Regions from separate parts of the Oryctolagus cuniculus genome. Here region 2 is linked to region 1. Evidence: chromatin contacts called from public Hi-C data. All regions are on one chromosome and are shown on one strand. The core of a region is the stretch at or near the end of the contact, and the rest is flanking DNA. Distances in the headings are between cores, read along the strand shown.

Region 1 (6,944 bases), core at 855-3,354:
TTATCTCCTGCAATTACTCAGAATTATTTAAAACATTTTGGTATTCTTTTTAAATTTCTTGCAGACTGGTTCATTTTTTAATCAACTAAGCCTGGTAGAAAGAAATAGAGTCAATTTTAGGACAATTTCACATTTACCAATGATTAATTTAGCATTTGTGATTTTTCAAGATACAAAGTTTTTATCTTAGTTTGGGATCATATGCGAAGCCCTGGATTTGAATGCCAGCAGTTGATTTGGGAGGAGATCTTGGGAATTTCTACCATTGAAGTAACTTGGTAAACAAGGAAGGGGAGGAAACCAGCACACAGTACATTAAAGATCAAATTATCATTGCGGGCTCATCAACTGGGACCCTCAGAGATACAGAGAGGAGCCCACCTAGAGCTGGTATCTATTCAGCATCTTCGGGAAATCATTCCTTGAGGGCTCCTGGGGCAGCACTCCCACCAGCCTGGGTGATGAGTATCTGGGACCCAGGAGAGGACCCAGAAACTGACAGCCTCTCCAAACAGGGCGTTCTAAGTCTGTGCACAGAGCGTATACAGAGTCTGCAACATTCTGGAATGGGCTTTGAGAGGCAGGAAATTGTAGTGGCAATATTAGAGTCTGAAACCAAACTGAGTTCAAACCATGTCAGCCCCTACTCATCTATGACCTTGGACAAGCTATTTGATCTCTCAGGGCCTCGGTTTTCTCATCTGTAAGAGGGAGATAATGACATTACCCAGCTTTTTAGGGTTATTATGAGAATTGAGTGAGTTGAAATAGGTAATAAGCTTAGAAGAGTGTTGACATAGATCATGTGCTGCTTATTCATATTCATTAGTTGAGTGCTCCAAAGTCAGTTATCAACCTGTTTCCAACAGTACACCTATAGTAAACAGTTACCACTTACCTGTGTTTCCTCATTTTCATTTACTAGTACCGGGTATCATTTTAAAATAGTTTTTAATTCATTAAACATTTAGAACTTGCCATGCTATGTGAAGTTTTAAGTTACCTCACTTCGGTTGAAAGATAAAAATCTGTTTCCTATTCATACATATAAACTTCACTTTATCATTTGTGGGGAGTATTTAAACTCCTCACCTGAATGTATTTGGAAACAATTTAGTTGAGTCTTGTTTTTTCCCTAGAGATAACACAACACTTAAGCACCGGTTTCCCCAGGGAACTCCATGGCAGGCGCAAAGCCTCTTTCTACCCCTTGCATTGTTTCTTTAACTGCCAAGCTTGATACTTCCCAGACAAGAGGCCCTAAGCGTCACTGGCAATTCACATTGCAGAAAAGACATCTATTATTTATACAGAATTTTAATTGAATACAATAGGAACAAATCACCAATCCAAGTGGTCAAGAGGGAGGAAAAGGGTTAAGAAGCTTCTGTTTAAAAGCAGGAATATTAGAAATGAAACTGCTGTCCCTAGGATGGCCTGAGTGGGTTTTTAAGCTCCTTAAACATGCTTAGATTCACCTGCTTTTATTTGTACACATTGGCATGGACACCCTTCCCCAGACAGCTAGAGAAAATAAAGTTGGATGATTTAAGCTGTTTCTATTGTTTCATGAGCAACCATCTAGTCTAAAAGACTAGGCTAAGAATTCTGAAAGTGGAAAATTTATTGTTCTACTCAAAAATTTTATAAGCCATCTCCCTGAGTATGAAATAGCTTCAGAGAGTTGTATTTTTCTCTGCTGGTTTGGTCCCTAACTATTTGAATCCACGATTTTCAATGGAGTCTAGAGATCTCCCAATAAATGGCAGGGACTTCCAAGTATGCTTAAAAAAAAAAAAAAGCAGCCATTTACTATTCTTCCCTGATTTGCAGAAATTCAATAAAATCTTTTTATGTACCCTATTTATTTTCCTAGACATTTAAATTTTTCATGCCTGCATGCTCAATAATTCAAGTGGAGTTTAAAATGGCCAGGTTTTACTTTCCATTGATTATCCTCGGGGACTGAGAGTTTAAAAGAATGACAGCCATGAAAAATCCCAGGCCTACCTCCAGCTGTGCACACATCACGCTATCTCTACCCAAAGTAACCTCTGCCTGCGCCACAGGAGACATAGAGAGCTTCCTAACAGTCATTGTAAATCACATCACATCGCAGGCTAACTTTAGAGCAATGGAGCCATCTAGATTCCAAATATGGAAGTACTGAGTGGGAAAAAAAATCCCCCTGGGATTCCTTTTTATCTGGATATTGAGGGAGCAAAAAAGGAGAGCCTATACATGTCCGAGTCTCTTTAGCAGGTGGGCAAAGACAACTCAACTGTGTGATGACTTCCCTCCATAAAACGTACTCAGTATTAACTCTTCAGTGTTAATAATCATATTTTTGAATATGTTGATCTAAAAATGAATATATTGTTGTCACATTTTAAAACATTTTATTGTACCCTGAAGGACACTTTATTCTTTTGATATTAAGAAAGGGAAATATTTTTGTGGCTGTCTGAATGTACTGTGGGCCGTAGGCACTGTGCCTCGTGGAGAAGTCAGCCTTGCTGGCACACACAGGGGACAATGGAAGATCTCAGTACTCTTCTGATGTATTCAAAGCTGTCCAGGCACGCTGAAGGACTCACTGCATTTCTTTGCAGCTCATGCATTTGTTTCACATGTCAATGTTCCTTTTAATGAATCTCGTAATAGATGATACATTTGATATGGTAGTGGTGAGTCATTTGTTCCCCCAAACCCTTCATTGAATTGATGATATTTCTTAAATAAACAACATCTTAGAACAGAGGAGGTATGGTACCATAGCCATGATGAAGAAAAATGGTCACCCCTCTTGGAACCTGCCCTGACGTGGCTCTATACCCTCCATACCCAGACAGTTGCACAGCAAGGGGGCAGGTCCCTTTGCCATTCTTTTCCCAATCTTGGAAATCTCACAGTAGCACTTCAGCAGTCTTCTGGGTGATACTCACAAGCCTTCCCACCTGCATACAGGAAGGACAAGCTCACATTGTGGAAGAAAATGTTGGGTGAAGGATATTATAGTGGTCACATATCACTTCTTGGTCTTTTGGCTAAGATCAAGTGTATAGTTATCACATTATGGAGAATGCAATCTGCCAAATGTCTCCCCATGGAGAACCATTAGTAGGGAGCTGCTTGGGATCATTTCTTTTTTATTTATTTATTTGAAATGCAGAACTACAGAGATGGAGAGAGAGAGGCAGAGGCAAAAATACAGAGAGTAGGAGAGGGAGGGGGAGAGAGAGGGAAAGGAAGTAGGAGAGGGAGAAGAACCTTCCATCTGCAGTTCACTCCCCGAATGGTTGCAGCAGCCAGGTCTGAACCAGGCTGAAGCCAGGATCCTGGAACTCCATCCTTGGCTCCCACATGGGTATCAGGGATCCATCTTCAGCTGCCTTTTCAGGCACAATAGCTGGATCAGAAACAGAGCAGCCAGGATTGGAACCAGCATTTTGATATGGGATGCATGCATCGCAAGCAGCAGCTTAACCTGGTTGGGATCATTTCTCAAAGGAGAGGATAGCGAGGGTAATGAACAAAGAGATGGCGTTTGGCTCATTTGCCACGTTCATGTGTCATGTTCATCCTCATGAAGGAGTAGAGCAGTTAGTTGGCTGTGCAGTATGAAGAACAAGGAGACATATCCAATCCACTCAGGCAGTGGGAATTACTATGAAACTACCTGTAGAGGAGCAAGGAAAACAGAATGGCTGAGAGGCCAGGATTTCCTCCTCAGCCAGCTGAGATGTGAAAGCTTATTTGGGGTGGTTGTGCTATTGAAGCGTCTCCAGCCTCAGATATCAGGTGCTCATTTCTCGAGGACTCTACCATGACCACTGCTTTTGGGGATACCACTAATGCTCTTGCTCTCTGCTCCTCTGCTTCTGTAGCTTATGTCTCCTGCAACTTCTGGAATGCTAACTCGGTTAGTTTTTCATCACTGGTCTAGACAGCTGTCTATCAGTGGGCCCAATGTGTAGACACTTTCTCAGCAAGTAGGTGCCCTCCACCTGCTAACTTTGACATTAGCAGTGATCTTAGGGCATCTGAGAGGACTGCTGGAGAGGGAATAACTAATTGTCTTTGCTTCTTTCAAGGGTCATGCCATAGAAAATTCTATTAGCACCCTGCTTGGAGCTGAAATTCTACAACATGGATTTGCAAGAGCTTGTGTGAAATGCACAATGAATCCAGGGAACTTTCACAGGCATCGCTGCTCAGAAGGGGGTCCTTTCCTCAAGTGAGTCCTCCCCAACAGCCAACAGTTCTGCCATCAGTCAGCCCAGAGCAATACCTTTCCATGTCTGCAGAAATTAACTTCCTAAGTTTGGGCTCAGGGTGAACAAACAGGGAGACATGAAGACTAGATGAAGAGTAAAACACGGGCCAGAGCGCAGCTCACTAGGCTAATCCTCCGCCTGCGGTGCCAGCACCCCAGGGTTCTAGTCCCGGTTGGGGCACTGGATTCTGTCCCGGTTGCTCCTCTTCCAGGACAGCTCTCTGCTGTGGCCCGGGAGGGCAGTGGAGGATGGCCCAAGTGCTTGGGCCCCTGCACCTGCATGGGAGACTAGGAGGAAGCACCTGGCTCCTGGCTTCAGGTAGGTGCAGCGTGCCATTGTAGCGACTATATGGGGGGTGAACCAATGGAAGGAAGACCTTTCTCTCTGTATCTCTCTCACTGTCTAACTTTTCCTGTCAAAAAAAGAGTAAAACACAAAGTGAAATGACTTTTTTCACCAAAGCCACCACCAACCCTCCTAGCACCTTCCTGCTCTCTTATCTCAATGAGACTCTGTTGGCTGCCCTGTAATTGCTATCTTTGAGCTCATTTGGCTCTTAACAAAAAACAAAAAAGCAAACTAAACTAAACTAAACAAAAAACGGGCTTTTGAATGTGGTAAGAAAGAACCAGCCTAGCTTTTCTGGCTATACCAGGCTCAGTCTCCATGAAGATCAGACTTCAAGTGAAGTCAATTCCATGGAACCTTTGGACCCAGACCAAACCAGTGCGTCAAACTGGAAATTTCCATAGCACCCATTGATTCTTGATCTCCTGTACTGCACAGCTTGTCTCACGTAAAGGAGCATGTGTGATCACCCTCAGAATGGCCAGTGATACCTCAGACCTGCCCAGGTGTGCAGTGGAACAAAATGGGACCATCTCTCACTGGCTAGGTCTAGACTGTACCTGTGTTTGCTCAGTCAGCCAAAGTTGTGTATATTTAGACTGACCCAGAAAAAAATGCAGAGGGGTCTAGAGAAAGCAGCCTGCAGCTTGGATTTACAAGTGTGGCTCGTCTTGTATATACAGGCACAGAGAAATAGTTTTGCAGGTTGTATTTGCTTGATCTTTTTGTAATCTGCTAGACTCTAGCACCGTGTGAGAATACTTGGCAGTGGCAAGTGTAATCACTCAGGGCACGCATATATATTTCTGAAAGTCCAATTTTTTATGTCGCTCTATGTTTCATTGTTAGCACCAGAGCTCTCACTGCTGAAAAGCTCTGCATTTTATACTAATCAGTGAGCTCTACTACCAAGGCCTAAGCATTGGGGATCTCAAGTATTTTGTACTTGAGAAAGGGAGAAACCTGTAGGAAAAAAAATAGCCCAGACATGCATTCTGTATTTGTCAAAGAAAAGTTAATGATTAGAAGAGGGTAAACCTTGAGATTCCTTCATCAGAGTGTGGATTCTGGGCAATGAATCCATGTGACACTGTCCCCCATCCCTCTCTTTTTTAAAACTTAAAGAATGTTGGACTCCTGGATAGGATCAGAAAACAGAAGAAACTAAAAGTCTTTATTGATACAGAAATGGCTTTTCCCGACGGAGATTTTAATCGTGAATCTTTTCAAAGACATTGCTAGGGGCTGGGGAATTTCCAAGCCCAACCTCTGTAAACCGGCCGATTGAGCAAGGCACACATCTGTTCTTTAATTGCACAGTAAACAAACAAGACTTCCACAGACAAGGGTGTGTGTTCCCGGTGGCGGTTTTGACTCAAGTTACGTGGAGTAGGTCTCCGGAGCATACCACGAGGCAGCGATATTTCCCACAGCTCGCGAGTCAAGATCACCCGCAGCAGTCTGCGCGGCAGTCACACATCGCGACCACTAGATGGCATGCGAGCACTGGGTTGGGGTCCGGCGGCGGCCCCTTTCACTCTGCAAGGGGAGGAACACTTTTGTTTCTCTGCGTTTTCTTCCTGCCCCTTTGTTTGACTTCACCATTTTCTGTCTCCTTTTCTCCCCGCTGTAGTTACAGGGCACCTCCGTTCTAGGAAAGCCCAGTCTCTGGTCGCTTGGGGCTGAGATCTTGCAATAATCCTTGGCTCTCCCGTGCCCCAGCCCTGCTGCCCACGGCAAGCATTCGCTCGCTGATCCAAATCCTGCACCCTGTTCTTTTCGAATGTCATCCCATTCGGGTCCCGGTGTTCATAGCTCAAAATGGGCCGTCGTCTGCTCTGCTTTGAATAACTTGGAGGTTGTGCTGTTCATGCCAGGATTTAAAAAAAAAAAAAAGCAGTGTCAAACTGTTACCATCTTGTGACAACGGTTAGGAGAAAAAGGAGATTCCTCAAAGGGATGAAGCCCAACGAGGCCCCATATTGCACTAAAAGTGGCCGTTGAGGGCATGGACCCAGAAAAGAAGGCAGTGAGTCTACTGCCAGTGAGATCTTCTTTGGAGAGGAGATTCTAAAGAGCACCTAAGTTGTATCTTACAAATGACTTAATCGTCCCAAAGGGCAAACTCCACCTGCAGAGGCTGGGGCAGAGCTGGGATCAGACTCTCAGCACTCGCCACTGGAGAGCAGTGGATAGGCCCGGGGCGGCCAAGGAAAACTGGATCTCCCCGTCCTCTGTCCACAGCGATTAGAGGTCCATGTTCCTTCCCTGTTAGGCAGAAAAGTGACTTCCACAAGTGTTAATAGGATTTACGGTTGC
Region 2 (7,216 bases), core at 663-3,162, 1.2 Mb after region 1:
GGAACACATTTTCCATCTTCATGCTTGTATCCTAAGATTTGAATCAAAATGAAAACACTTTCCTGTTAAATTTTCCTTTTATTGGTTGGAGAGCATGACTGCTTCTGTGTTTGTGTAGAATTATTTTTGTTTTACCCTCTCACTGTCCATTGCTTAGGGAATTATAGTGATCATGGGATAATCAGCTGAGTCACAGAGGATTATAGCTGATTTGGATGAAAATATAGTCCCGATCCTGAACTGTTGCTAAGAATACAACTTTAGCCTGAAACACATTGCCTATGGTCTTCTCTGTATATTTTGTGTGGTTCTATCCTCCTGGCCCTAGGAATACTTGGTATGTATTCACCTGGGGCTTAGGCTCTGGAGCTAGATTTTTAACTAACTTGAGGACAAAAATGACTTACTAGATAACGTAGAATTAAATTAGAAGGGAAGTTTTGCTTAAAGAAGAAATTTGTTTATGATGGTTTGTTTTCTGTCAACAGTGTTCTTATTTGTATAATGATGGATGAATACTTCTTTCAAAGCTTATGTAAAAGTCTTTGCAATAATTATCTAGTCTAGTTATTCACCAGAACAGCACATGTGTGCAATCCTAAACAGTGCTGCTTAGTTCTTGCAAACCAGTAAAAAAATCTCTCTTCTAGACAGCTCAGTGTTGCACCTTACCTTTGTGATTATTATACTTTTCAAATTGTTTCAAAAGTCACTTACCTTATTTCCTGTGTCCTAGCATCTGGCTCATTTCAATAACATTTTCAGTTCAATAGTGCTATATTAACATAAAGTATAACTTAGTACATGTTTGCTTTTTATCCTTAGAATACTAAAGCTTAGTAAATGGGCATAGAATTAAAAAATACATTTTAATGTTTTCTGATGAAGGAGACAATACTGACTATGATGTCTCTGAAAATCAAAAATAGATAATAGAAATGATAAATGGGCTATCTTCCACATTTGAAATATATTTATAAATGTATGTGATATCAGTTGAGCTTTCGAACGTGGGATTCTTGTTGAAGCTTTTCGTATTCAGTTGCTCTGTCACTTTGTTAGGGCTGTTACTTATTTCTTTTCACATAATTACATATAGGAAGGAGCATATAGTGCTCTCCATTTCATTTTGAATAGCTGGTTATTGCTTTGTAACCAGAGGCTTTTAGGATTTCAACTTCCTTTTTAATTAAAAGGAATTAACTCTCTGTAGGAAATAATCCAACTACTGGGAAGTGTTCCCACCAAAATCTTTGGGAGACATGCCAATGGATCCCTATGCTAAACTTACACTTACTTCTCCACATGAAAACTTAAAACTCTGCCCTCCTCATTTTTTTTTTTTTTTACCCTGGGGAAAACGCTTAGCTTTCTGAACATTTAAAATGTGGCTTCATGGTTTATCCAAACTCAGATAGCTTTGCTATTGAGTTCTTCCATATACACACACACACACACACACACATCCATGTGGCTTTTAAAAACACTGAAATTGTTTCAGGCCATATTTATAGTGAAAGAATTCATGACCTTGAAGCAGAATAAACTTAACATTTTGTTTTTCTGCCAAATTTAAAAGGACATTATTAGTTATTTAGTAGAAAGTTGTTGAGTGAAAATAAGACAAACACACTTGGATTTTGAAAAACTTATTTTTATTTTTTGGTTGGCATGGGTGAATACAAGACAAACTTATATTATGTGATATGCTTTTCTGGTAGTTAGGCTTCCTTCATGTTTTAAACAAAGAGCTAACCCCTGTTTTCTTTCTTTGGCTTGTTCTAGAAATCTTATTCTGGTGAAAACACAGCTAGTGCCATTGCCCGTTCTGCTGCCGCCACGGCTTTGTCTCTCCTTGTGCCAGTTTTCATTATCTCTTGCAAAGAGAAGGTTGAGGAAATCCTGAACATGCTGACTGCCAGGTTACCTGGGAAACCAAGTGCTGATGAGTCTCAAGCCGTGCAAATCCATATGGGCCTTGCTTTGGGGATGTTTCTTTCTCGCCTGTGTGAGGAGAAACTCAGGTACAATTTATTGGAACATACCTGCTTTTCTTCTTTGTGATTTAAGCAAAGGTTTTGAACTCATATACACATATACCTAAATGCTGTACCTAAGCAATATGTGGTTGCTAAACTTTTTGGGGTGGGAAGCTTGATCCTTTATGGTTGAATTTATCTTTCTTGAATGCCATTTTATAGATATTAATGTATTTTAAAGTCTGTTAGTATTAAAGTGATTATTAGTCACTTGAAAATCACCTCATGCTCTGTTGAAAGCCCCAGGTTTGTCTGTGTAATATGCATCAGCAGAAGCCTAATCTTACGTGCTATAAGTCAGGAAAACCTTTTTTATGGCTCATATGGGATACAATTAATTGATGATCTTTATTGATATCAATGTAAAATCTTATGAAACAATTTGGGTATCCCTTGTGCCTAAGGAATGTTAGGGAACCCTGAATTACATGAGAACTATGTGTACTCAGCTTTAAATAATGTTTTTATCCTGTGCCCTTCCTATATTTTTTATAATCTTTAAATAGTCTTAATCTTTGCATATTATACTGTGTTCTTTTTTCTGTTTGCTCAGTTTTGAGCTGCTAGCTTTACCTTTGAATGAAGGTAATGGAATATCAAAGACTCAGGTGGAAAATTCCACTTATTCAAAATGTTTGCTTAGCACTAATCTATTTTAGTTTTGTTGTTCATACTATTTATTCTTTATGTTATAAGAAATCTTAGAATTTTATATATCCAGATTGATTACAGAGTGATTCAACATGAATATTTGGTTGTCATGAATATTTTGATGCCAATGACTTGGAACTTAGCCTAGTGTTCCAGCACTGGGAATAGGATAGGAGAGAGAGACATCCTGCTGTGATGTTAGATGTCCTTAAACTTCTATGGTTTTCAGAAATTAGTTGTGCAAGGGCAAGAACTTATATTGGTATGGATAAACTGGCTGATGTGCTATATTTAGATTTCATCTTGCAGCTAGTGGTTAAGTTTATATTTGTAACTTGCATAGTTTGGCACAAATACCACTATGTGAAACTTTTGTGAGAATTGCTATTGATCTGGGGAAATACTGTATTTCAGATGATCATTCTCAGCTCTTGAACACATCTGTCAGATGGTTGGGATGATTGGCTTAGTCACTGCCATCACCACTGAACTATGTGCAGAATACTAATTTTTTTGCTGTATTCTCCAGCACCAATACCTACAAGCCTGATTCTGGACATAAACAAAAACTTGCCCTTTGCATATCACCTGACTTTACATATCTTATGTATGTATATAACCGAGTTTAAAATATTTTTAAAGACTTAAAACTTGAAATTGATTTTTCCCCTTTGCTACTATGCCACAAATGGCATTCTCTTCACCATCTGTGTTCATGCTCTTTCGTCAGTATCTTTTCAAGCAACATATTTTGCAACTAAAAATGAGCTGTGGCAATTTGATTCTAGGCAACTCATTTCCCCCTATCCTGTCTCTGGCTCCTTTATTCATTAACTTAGGATGGGATGCTGGTTTTAGGGCCGACAAGAATGCATTTGCAGTTAATTTAATCATTTTACCTGGAGAAACTTTTGACATTCCCCCAGAACACTTGTTACTGGTTTCTAGATTGCCTTTCACCTCTGTTTATCTACTTGACTTTGTACTCGTGGAAATCCCTGGGCAAAAACGCCAAGGAACTCTTCCCATAACTGAGCATCCCTAGAGTAACTGCAAATGTTAACTTTGCCCTAATGTTCCTGTATTTGATAGCATCTTCTGCCTCCTTAGGACCCATATATTAATACTGTAGTCACTAGTATATTTAGTCATGGCTACCACCTCCCCAGTTTCTTGGAACAGAGGTATCTGAAACGTAAATGTTTTACTAAATAATGACAGTGTCACCAGATAATGGCATTTTTAGGAAAAGTTTCTCTTTTTTTCTAAGATATAGGTAAGTATTTTAAGGGTGTTTGACTCTGATGATTAGTGACATCAAATAAGTGACCCCAAAAGACCACTTAGGTACAAGACATTCATTCTAAGAAAGTAAAAAATTCCTTTGTAGTAGAGAATTAGGACTGTCAATCCTGTATTTTTTTTTTTGCTAAAATTTATGAAAATGTCTCCTGAATTTAAGTGCCAAGTAAAATCTCTTCTGAAAAGTACATTATTTCAAAGCTTCTCATGTGTGCCATAACCTCCAGAGGATGCAAGTATGCTCTTTTTAGTATTTAAGATATTTGAGTGTATTTTCCTCCACAGAACAACTTTATTAAGACTTCATTAAATCTGTGTGTATGTGTTTTCCTGTGCGTGTGCGTGTATGTTTCTCTCATTGCAAAATATAATTCTTCACCGTGGGGGAAGTCACTGTAGTCATGGTTTGGAAGACATTATTTAAAGAGCTGGCTGCCTGGTTGGCATTCTTGGAACTACAGTCCACCAAATGGATCCGATCCGATGCAGCAGCCTGGGAGCTGAGGTGTGAGGACACCTTAGTAATCAAGGGCCAGCAATGAAGCCCACAACTCTGCCATCCTGGTTCTCATCAAGCCAGTTACAAAACCCACATCAAGTACTGTATAAAAGTAGAATATACAGCTAGGGTTCATTTCCCCTTTTAAAAAAATGTAAAAAAAGAAAAGAGCTTATGACCTCTGAATTGAGATGTGAAATCAGAAGTGACAGTGCAAGAGAGGTTTGGGATGATTATTAATTAATCAATAAATAATTAAGCTGATGTCAGCTTAATTAGTTATTAAATATTTGGAATAAAATCATTAGCATTCTTAGAAATATTTATTTGGAATTGTTACTTTGGCTTTTATTTTTCAGTGATTTAAAATTAAAATATGTTGAAAAGTCAAAAGTAGGAATTGTACAGTTTATTATTACTGTAGGGTTGTTGTGCAGAAACCCAATTATTGAATAATTTCTCTGACCCAGTTTTCTCTGTGAAATAAGCATATGGAGATCATCAATATTATTCCTTTTTAAAATAAAAGAGATGCTGGCATTTCAAGTAAAGTATTGAGAACAAAATTTTGTTTTTAAGTATTTCATATAGTTAAATGAATTTAAATAATTCATTTTCTACCTTTATCTTTATCCAGTGATGTATCTGGCCAACAGATGAATCTTCTTCTGATGAAGTCTTTAGATGCCCTGGAAAACTGCTGCTTTGACACTAGTCTTGAATACAAGTATGTTGTTTCCATTTCCATTCTAACAGATACTTAGAGATTGGTTCCTGCTATGCCAGAAAATTTGAATGCTGTGGTGAGATATTGGTAATGCTTGATCTTGAATACCTTTGCCAGATTTTCATAATAATCAAGAAACCAAAACTTCATTGTTCTGAAAACTGTGTTTCAGTAAGTTTGTTTAAATACAAAGCAACAAGTATCCCATTGTGGCTTCTTCCTTTATATAAGACTTTAGTTTTGTTTCGTACTTATCATGTAAGGCATGTATTTGGGGACCTGGATGCATGACTTAACCTTTTTAATGGTCTGTTGAAACTGTTTGAATTTGATTGGGCTAAGAGAGCTTTTGAATGATGTTTTGTGTTTCCTTGTAACATTCATTGACTAGGGAAGCAAAATAGAAACAAACATTGTTATATCAGGGGTTCTCAGCCTTAATATATCTTTTGTCCCCTTACACAACTGATGTTTCTTAAAATTTTGTATATTAAATTAGATATCTCAAAATTTATTTTCTCACTCTAGTATTGAAAGGTATCAAAAGGAAAAAGAACTAATCAGGAAATAATATATCAAAAAAGAGTGTTAAACATACTTGTTGAAAGAGACTTTAACATTTCAGTCTATGTGACCTGTGTGGGTCAATGTGTATGTTTTTGTTAAGCTTTCAGAAATATTGACACCAGTGAGGACCTACATTGTAACTTGTTGGACTTCCAAATATTTTGGAACCTCAACTTTGAATTCTCTGCAGTTCATTGTTACCAGGAAACACAACAGATTATAAGCACTAATCTCTAGTTTATTAACTCATTTACCTTTTGCTATTTTGGGCACTGTTCAAATATGAGTTAAATCAATGACCATTAGGAACTTAAGATCTAAAGCTACATCCATATCATCTAGCCTGTTAGACCAAGAAAAGAATAAATTAAAAGGTAGAGGTAGCTGCAAGGATAAAGGGTTTCATCTTAAGCAAAGTGAAATGTCCATGTAGTAAGTGAAAATTACAGAATCTTCTTTCAGATGCAAGCTAGGATTTGACAGGCCGTAGACACTTGCCTACTTTATCAAGAAACAATTTAAACAACTGACATAATAATTTGATTTGAATTCGGCAAAAGAAAGAGTTTAATGTTGTTGCCTTTTATAACCAAGAAATAAGAAATTTCTCTCCCCTGCTGCATGTTTGTCTGTCTTTTCTTCCTCCTGCCTTCTGTTTCCCTCAAAGATGTTCATCAAAGCTGTTTCTCAGCATGTTATGAAGATAAAAAAAGTGTAAGATGCTGCAGACTTTCAGCCAGTTTGAATAATCAAGAATGACTTTCATGTGTCATCTCCATTAGTTTGCAGGAACGTGTTTGAATATAGGAAGGACTGCATTGTCCACCATATGAGTGTTTATGTACACAAAAGCTTTGAATGTCTAAGAATATTAATTCTAATTAATTAATTCTAAAATCCATTTTTCTTTGTTAATAAGATTCTATTCATTTTACCTTCTTTTTTGAGTCTCTCCTTCTTAATGAATATCTATATTTGGGAAAAGGTAGAGTAGACTGGAAAGGGAACTAGTTCTGCAGAGCAAAGTAGAATAGGGCACTCAGAACTTTCCTGTCCATTTAGTGAAAACTTGCTTGTCTATTAGATCCCTGTTAAAAGCTTGGGTCCTTCAAGAAGCTTTTCCTCTGCCCTCATCCAACTGCTATTATTTCTACAGTTTACTGAGATTCAGTATTTTGTCATTCCTAATGTTTTGTGGTTATCAGTCCTTATGTACAGTAATCCCCCCTTACCTGTGGTTTCACTTTCCTTAGTTTTAGTTGCCTATAGTTTATCATGGTCCAAAAAATATTAAATGGAGAATTCCAGAAATAAACAACTCATAAAGTTTAAATTGCATAGCTTTCTAAGTAGTGTGAAGCAATCTTGAACTATCCCACCTGGGACAGGAATCATCCCTTTGTCCAGTGTATCCACACTATATATTCTACC

Evidence for each region. A called contact is a pair of places that touch in the nucleus more often than the background predicts.
Region 2: a Hi-C map of liver shows a contact between it and region 1, with 8 times the contacts expected there. The contact joins two enhancer-like sites. A contact is called at or near these places in 5 of 6 Hi-C or Micro-C datasets (ear pinna, embryonic fibroblasts, liver and 2 more).

The regions. Positions count from the first base shown.
Region 1 is chr1:182,825,412-182,832,355 of mOryCun1.1, forward strand. No RefSeq gene overlaps it. Among named protein-coding and RNA genes, the nearest start is that of SLC24A2, 100 kb to the left of the region's middle. Within about 2 kb of position 2,105, at least 2 of the 8 cell types and tissues checked have an H3K27ac peak or open chromatin away from gene starts, as enhancers often do.
Region 2 is chr1:183,979,694-183,986,909 of mOryCun1.1, forward strand. FOCAD (focadhesin) reads left to right here. Exons shown (of 43, transcript XM_017340982.3): 26 at 1,786-2,024; 27 at 5,129-5,218. Among named protein-coding and RNA genes, the nearest start is that of HACD4, 110 kb to the right of the region's middle. Within about 2 kb of position 1,913, at least 1 of the 8 cell types and tissues checked has an H3K27ac peak or open chromatin away from gene starts, as enhancers often do.